2 separate regions of the Drosophila melanogaster genome follow, and region 1 is linked to region 2. The links are chromatin contacts, called in public HiChIP or PLAC-seq maps. All regions are on one chromosome and are shown on one strand. The core of a region is the stretch at or near the end of the contact, and the rest is flanking DNA. Distances in the headings are between cores, read along the strand shown.

The links. HiChIP or PLAC-seq counts read pairs in DNA pulled down with a chosen protein or histone mark.
Region 1: a Psq HiChIP or PLAC-seq map of the Kc167 cell line shows a contact between it and region 2, with 3 times the contacts expected there. The contact joins the promoter of CG34331 here to the promoter of lncRNA:CR44885 in region 2. A contact is called at or near these places in 6 of 107 Hi-C or Micro-C datasets (the Kc167 cell line, the OSC cell line, gut and 1 more) and 1 of 6 datasets of contacts at active chromatin or transcription factors (the Kc167 cell line).

The regions. Positions count from the first base shown.
Region 1 is chrX:20,120,780-20,124,321 of dm6, forward strand. It overlaps CG34331, which reads left to right and starts at 1,674. Exons shown (of 2, transcript NM_001298549.1): 1 at 1,674-1,896. The coding sequence starts at 1,705.
Region 2 is chrX:19,786,079-19,789,932 of dm6, forward strand. It overlaps lncRNA:CR44885 (long non-coding RNA:CR44885), which reads right to left and starts at 2,078. Exons shown (of 3, transcript NR_123962.1): 1 at 1,964-2,078; 2 at 1,128-1,217; 3 at 652-1,065.

The DNA of each region.
Region 1 (3,542 bases), core at 424-2,923, 330 kb after region 2:
AAAACAACGAAGAAAAACCGCCCACTTAGCTTTTGTTGTTGCTCTACTTATTGCGCTTCATTTGCAGCAATGAAATTTAAGCGTTTAGAGAAAACTTTCTCCTGCTTCTTCGTTATTCAGTCTACTGTATGAGATTTATGCCGTTTTGCCAATTAGTCCATCAATTCCTTTCGTTCTGGCTTTGCATTTGTTGAATAACAATTGGCTAAAAAGCACTTTCAAGCCAGCTTTGTCCACACATTTGCATATGTATTTCATCACTTCCCGATGACAGCTGGGGGGTACGATACCATATTCTACAACTACTATCCAAAAATATATAGGCACGGAAATAGGGCCCTATGTACAATGTAGTCCTCGTCTTCCGGATGTTAACATCTTCACTTCGCTCGGTTTCATTGACTTTTCCCATGGGTGTGGGTAAAAAAGGCTGCGAAAATGGGAAAATTCGGGGTGGGGTTGCCTCTTGGCAGATGTTCCCAGTGTATTACATTTGAGCGCCGTAATTATTATTATTATTATTATTATTATTATTGTGTAATGTTATCATGATTATTTTTATGGTTTTTGCATTTTAAAACAAATGAGACTCGAGTATAGAAGCTCGCATGTATGCTGGCGGGTGCGCCAAAAATTACCCCAGAAATGGTGTTTTTATGTGGCTTTAACTGCCTGTCCGTTGCCCATCAATTTTACTAACTTCTGGCGAAATGACAGCGGCAGGGAGAAAGGAGAAATGTGAAAGCAGAAAGCAGAAAAGGAGCAAGGATACCAGCTCCACGAACATAAAAATCAAATTTCCGCGTAAATCGTTCGCTCAACATTTGTTATTTTGTGTACAAAAACGGAGAAAATCAGCGAAATTGTAGCCGTTTCCCCACAAAAATAATGTATAACATTTTGGCGAAAAAGTACACTTTTCCAATAAATAAGGGAGTGGCCAATGCCGATGATTCGAGGTGGTTCCAAGTAAATCAAACTCAAACAGCTCTTCAATAACATTTAACACTTATTCGTTGGAAAATATGTGACATGTTGAAGAAGCCCATAATCGACTTTATTTATATATGCATATAAATATATTAATATTATTCAGAATCACTAGCCGAGTTGATATGAACATGACCCCGTCCATTTGTCCGTCCGTAAAAACTGAGAAATCTAACAAGATCGTAAACTATTAAAACTAGATAGTTGTTGGTCGCTGTTTTGAAAACTGTTGTTTTTTAAAGTTTAAATGTAAACATAAACAAAAAATTAAACAGCCGCTAGATGAGGCTCCTACTTGCATATATACACATTTGTCTGCGGACGCTCTTAAGCCGAGTAATGGGTATCCGATAGTCGATAAACTCTATAGACTATAGAAATCTGTCTAGATTTCGTATTAATTATTATACATTTAATTGATACAATTTTACGATTTGTAGGCTCGTCTAGAGTTAAGTCGCAGAAATGCTCTCTCAACTCAAGCGGATCCAATCTGAAACTTGAGCCAAACCGAGGCGCAATCGCGAATGGGCAGATACTCGGGGAGTGCGTCCAGTTACAGTGATTAGAACGCGCGAGAGCTGAGAGCTGGGCTCGGTGACCTTGAGCGGGAAGTGAAACTGATAAGGCGGCACAATGGAGCACTGGAAGTGGATGCTCGAATCGAAATCTTGGAAACGGAACGGCATCAGTTGCTTCTTGCTTGCCACCGAGATGAGCGCAATAAAGCCCGCCCTGCTGCTCTGCCTGATCCTCACCATCGGTCTGTTCCTTGGTCAAGGTCGGGCGAATCCCGTGGAGACGAATGTTCCCGATATTCCCGCACCCGATGCCAACGAACTGGGCATCGATTTCGGAGAGGAGGAAGATGCCACCGACAAGCCACTGGGCATATTCACGATCAAGGTGCGCCACATTCAGCCGGACCCCGCCCACTGCGCCCAGCTCTCGCCACATCACCCACACCACCCCCAGTGCCACAGCTACTGCAAACGCCAAGGTCACTGGGTGGGCCAGTGCAAGAAGGACATCTGTCAGTGCTTTTCCTAGGTCTACTTCGACTGTAAGCCAAAACAGCGTTTTTTTTTTTCTTTTGTTGAGTGCAGCACAACTATATGACGAAATATGTGCAAATATGTTTATCTACCAACTAGTATATATATTAAAACTGGCAATGAACAATGAAAGCGAATCAAAATTGCTCAAATCATACACATAATATGTAGTCTTTGACCTTCTAACATGCACTGAATAGAAAAAGCAGAACCTTAATAAATCTTCAAGTTAAATTCAATTCCATTGGATGCTACATGGATTTTGGGTTTCTGGAGAACTAGTGTATGTTGGTTTTTAAAGGAATTTAGCTGAGCATTCAATCCGAAGTGTGATATAAAATGGAATATGTGATGGTAAAATGAATATTCATGGATCGACTTGCCCATAACCCAACCATTCCCATCAAGCGAAACTTTTGCAACATTATTGCTGTGCTAATTACCAAAATGGGTCCGGTCCGCATGTTATTATAACTTACGGGTTACTGAGATCGGTCAGGAGTGAAAAGAATTTCCAATTAAAACGAAATCCAAACTGAACTTCAAGGAGTCTGCGATTTAATGAATGTCATTGAGGGCCCCAGCCGCACCAATTATATCCATTAGTTGACATTTACGCAATGGATTGCGGATTTGAAGGAGGTGAAGTGGCGGTCCGAGGTCGCAGATACTCACATTATTGGCCAAGTTTGATTGATGGCATTGTTCTGTGCAATAAGCTGCAGGACTTACCCCAAGTGCCCCCCATCTGGATTCTCTCGGCTCTTCTGGGCTTCAGTGGGAATGCCCAAATCATAGCTTTGCCTAGTTAGATGTGACAAGGAAAATGGGTAAATGCGAAATAGATTTTCCATCCGTGTTGGCTCTGGCATTTCTATTCTATCCTCCTCACACATGCTGTAAACTGATTTTAGCTCAATATAATGTGACGTCTCTCGCTTTTGATAAGGGTTCTCCTCTCGGCCGGAGGCTGTCAAATGATAAGCAGCAGACAAGCCCAATAAAAGGGATATAGGCGGCACGAATGGCGAATTGTTATTATTATAACACTTGCCCGGGAAGGAGGGTTCGAGGGTTTCCCAAAAACAAGGCACGCACGAATGCCTTTCTAATTAAAAATTCAAAAACCTTTTTTCAGCCACTCACCAAATTGGCGAATTACGTGCCAAACAGAAAGAAAGAAGGTTCCCAGCTCGAATGGTGGAAGTATGAATTATTTATAGATATATGATTTTTATAAGCACACGCATTATAACAATTGAATCGCAATGGCTGGGATCAATGCAGAGGTGAATATTCCAATTAAACTGTTATTGATGCTTTTTTAAAACAACTTAAAGTATGCACACGCCAGTCGTATGAATATAAATATACCTATATTCCGAAGACATAAACTTTGACCCGCCTTTGCAAACTTCCCTACGTACATAATAGTTCATGATCATGATGAAATTAAGTTCCCTTAAAGTGAGTACAAGTTTTTTGAATATTATGTTT
Region 2 (3,854 bases), core at 828-3,327:
CCCTAATCGGTAATTAACTTATATATGCATATGTTCATACTTATGTACATATGTACATATGTTATAGAGAATTATGGACATGTAGAAATTGTTAGCATATGTTGCCTGCGGTGGCAGGTGGCAAAATGGCTGGAGGGGAGAGCATTGCTGCAAAAGCTGATGCAACTGTTGCAGCTGATGCAGTCGACTGCAATGGGATTAGCCCATTTTATGGCGCATTTATGGGCACGCAACAGTTGACCTGCAGTGGCAAAAGTTGCAGAACTTCCAGGCAGGTCATCTGCCCCTCCAGGTCTGCAGATACAGATACATGGTAGCAATTAATTATACCCTGTAATCGGATGTAATAACCACGAAGTACCAGAAAGCGACACTTGTCACATAACCTTGGAGTGGGTTAGATATTTTTCTATACATTGAAGTTTAATCCTTTGAAATGAGAAATATAGTGAGAGATCGTCTTCAATCATGTTTCACAATTATCGTTATATTTTGTAGCATATTACGTCGTATCACAGTGACGATTACATTACCAACTTAATTAATTAAAAATAATAATGCTCATAGTATTTTCTTAGTCTGGTGCCTCATCACGTTGAAATAACGTTAGAAAAGAGCGTAGAGTACCTGAATTTTGACCTACCACCTGCGGAATAGGATTTGCCATCCCTGCCACTTGAGCAATTCTACGCAGAGTCTCTGCGCCACATGCCTCCATACTCGGATCTCGATCCTCGATATCCAACCGGGTAATTGCAAGGTGCGTGCATCGATATGTCTCTGCTATATCGGCAGATTTATACGGACGGACGAATGGACAGACGAACGGACAGACGAACGGACAGATAGACAGACGGCCGGAGAAGGGAGGGTGGATCTTGCGTGCTGGTGTCAATCACAGTCCTTCTATCGCTCGGGTCGGGTTTTTGGTTCCTCTGCGTGCAACTTGTGTGCCGCAGTTAATGACTTTTTAATTGAGCAGGTACAGATGTCCGTCCCAGCGCCGTCACTTTTTTCCCTCTTTTCTCTTAATTGCGCGGGACGATGGGCAACTTACACCTGTAACTTTGAATTCTCAATAATGCAATCTAGCGACGTGTATGCAGGATTTCAATGCTGTAACTCACCACTGTCGTGTGCAGTAACAATATGTTTTTGAATTAAATTAAAATAAAACATTAGCTTTGTTTATGCCATCACTGTTTCATTATTGAATCCTGCAAGCAAAGTTGATCAATTAAATGTAAGTGTATGTTTAAAATCAAATAGAGAGGATTTTACCACAACTTTCAAATTTGTTGACATATGTATGTACATGAAGACTTATTTGTTTATATACTTGCATATGTACTTGTGTAGATTTCTATGTAAACGCATGCTATTATCTAGTATTTACTCTTCACACGGTAATTATGAATTACACAGCAGAAATTGCTCACTTTTCTTTCTATACTCTAAAAGTGGGTATCTTAGTTTTATAGATCTCCTCTATAAAACTGTGAAAATAAACCTTCTAAACTTTCTAAAAGTATGTATATGTATGTAGATTCTTGAAAAAAAAATCCAATTAATAGTAAAAAACTCAAGGATTGTACCACATACCTGTGTACATATGTATGTACGTACATAAGTATATGTACATACATGCATATGTACATATGTATGTACATACGATCCTATAAAAACATTCGCGTTGAATATTGTCGACTTTATAGGGTTGATTTTAAAGATATTTTCAAGTAATACGATTTTTGTACCCGGTACATGAGTATATCATAACACATTTTTATATACAATATGTAACTTGTAAGCAAATTAAATACAATCTTTTAATCTTGTATCTGCCAATGGAAAAAGTATGTACATATGTTGATTTTGATCGGCGCATCTTTACCAATTTATGTACATCTATACATCCAGATATGATCATTATTATTACTATTATTCATATTATTATTAATACTTTGTGCGGATCGCTGTGGTGGGCCATTGTTGTTGTTTTTCTTTCTGTTGTTGTTGCTGCGTTTGTTGCCTTGTTTGCTTGTCGGCTGTTTTCGTTTGCACAATATCTATATCTTACTCTCTTTCGTCCCTGGCGTTTTCTTTCGTTTTCTCTTCCCAATCTCCGCTTGTTTGCCCAACACTTCTTCTTCTTCTTCATCATCTTTCACAGCGCTCTCTTCATCGTGCTCTGCTTCTTCCTCATCAGCGCCTTGAGTTTCAGTTCTCATTTGCATATCTCAAAGATTTTTATTTTTGCCAGTTACGATTTCAATTACTCGCGCCAAAAGAAGAAGAAGACGAAGCAGCAGAAACGCGAAGAAGAGAGTGATAGTGATAGATGGATTGGGATGGGAATGGGTGGTGGGAAGAAAGAGAAGATCGATGGGAGAAGAAGAAACGGAAGAGCCGAACAGCCGGCAAGCAAAATAATGATCGTAGAGCCTCTTAAAACAGGGTGAAATGCGAGAAAACCATCACAAAAACTAAGTACACAAATTCACATACAGATACAGATACGAACGCCGATGGAAAAACACAATGGGCAACTAAGCCAAACCAAAACAACAAAACGAGCGACAAATACTGCTCGATCATAATTGAAAAATGCTTGCTGGCCAACAAAAACAATAACAACAGCCAAACAACAATGAGAGAAAAAACAGCAGATGCAGAACGCACCAACAACCAAATGCCATCGCATATTTTTAAGCAGTGGCAAAGGAAGAGAAAGGGAGAGAGAGGGAGAGCGACACGAAAAGGAGTTGAAAATGTAAAGGAATTCAATTTGAAATGCAAACAATGCAGCTCACACACACGCATACTAACGCATACGAATGGGAAGTGCAGTAAAATGGCAATGGAACACGAACAGCGAAATGAGCAGAGAAGAAAACATCGCGGCGGCAGAGCCGTCGGCTGAGGCAGAGGCTACACTCGCAGAAAAACTATGCGAAGTAACAGTAGTGTGCCCTGTGTCCATTTCATTATTATCAAACTAGATTATACAAATATAGAGAAAGGGTAACAGTGATTTACGTACAGGGTGTGAAAGGGGATAATCTTAATCTAATTTTATCCACAATGTATTGAAAACACAAATAAATCTTCTAGTGCGGCATACCGATAATTAGAGGGTTATGCTGATTGTACTATTACAAAAAGGCGCTCTTACTCAAAACGTACATTTCAGTTGTGTAGCACTGTAAAATGCTTATTTGTAGATCCAAATTTTGGTTCAATTTAATGAATTGGTTGTTTTACGAGACATTTATTTCTGTGTAATGTTAACTTACAATTTTTACTACTAAAAGTAAGAGTATACGAATTATACTATTTGAATCTAACGGATGATTGTATTGAAAGTGGGAATATATGTATATATATCTTTTATTATAGCTTTTTGTTCTTATCTTAACTACCTTTTTTCATTTATTAATTAATGTCACAAAGTCGTAGAGTTGCCACATAGTGCGACAAGGCAAAGTGACACCGGAAATTGGGTAAACGCAGCTCCATTGGCGTGGGCAGTTGGCTTTATGGGGGGGAAAAGTGTGGGTAAAATGTTGGGGATGGTGGGAAGGTGGGAAATGGATGTGGATGTGGAAGGGTCACAGCTTGGCTGGCATTTCCTGTGGCCAACTGTACCTTCTGTTCCGCACACACACGCACACACACAAACACAAACGCAGGAGCAGGCTTACTCACACATGCGCCGAGTTTTAATCATTTAAAATCGCAACTGTTATTAATATTTAAGGCTTCCACATAATGAAAAGCATACACACACACAAACGCAGACACACACATATGTACATATGTACATACATTGCAAGGAATATATTATGATATCT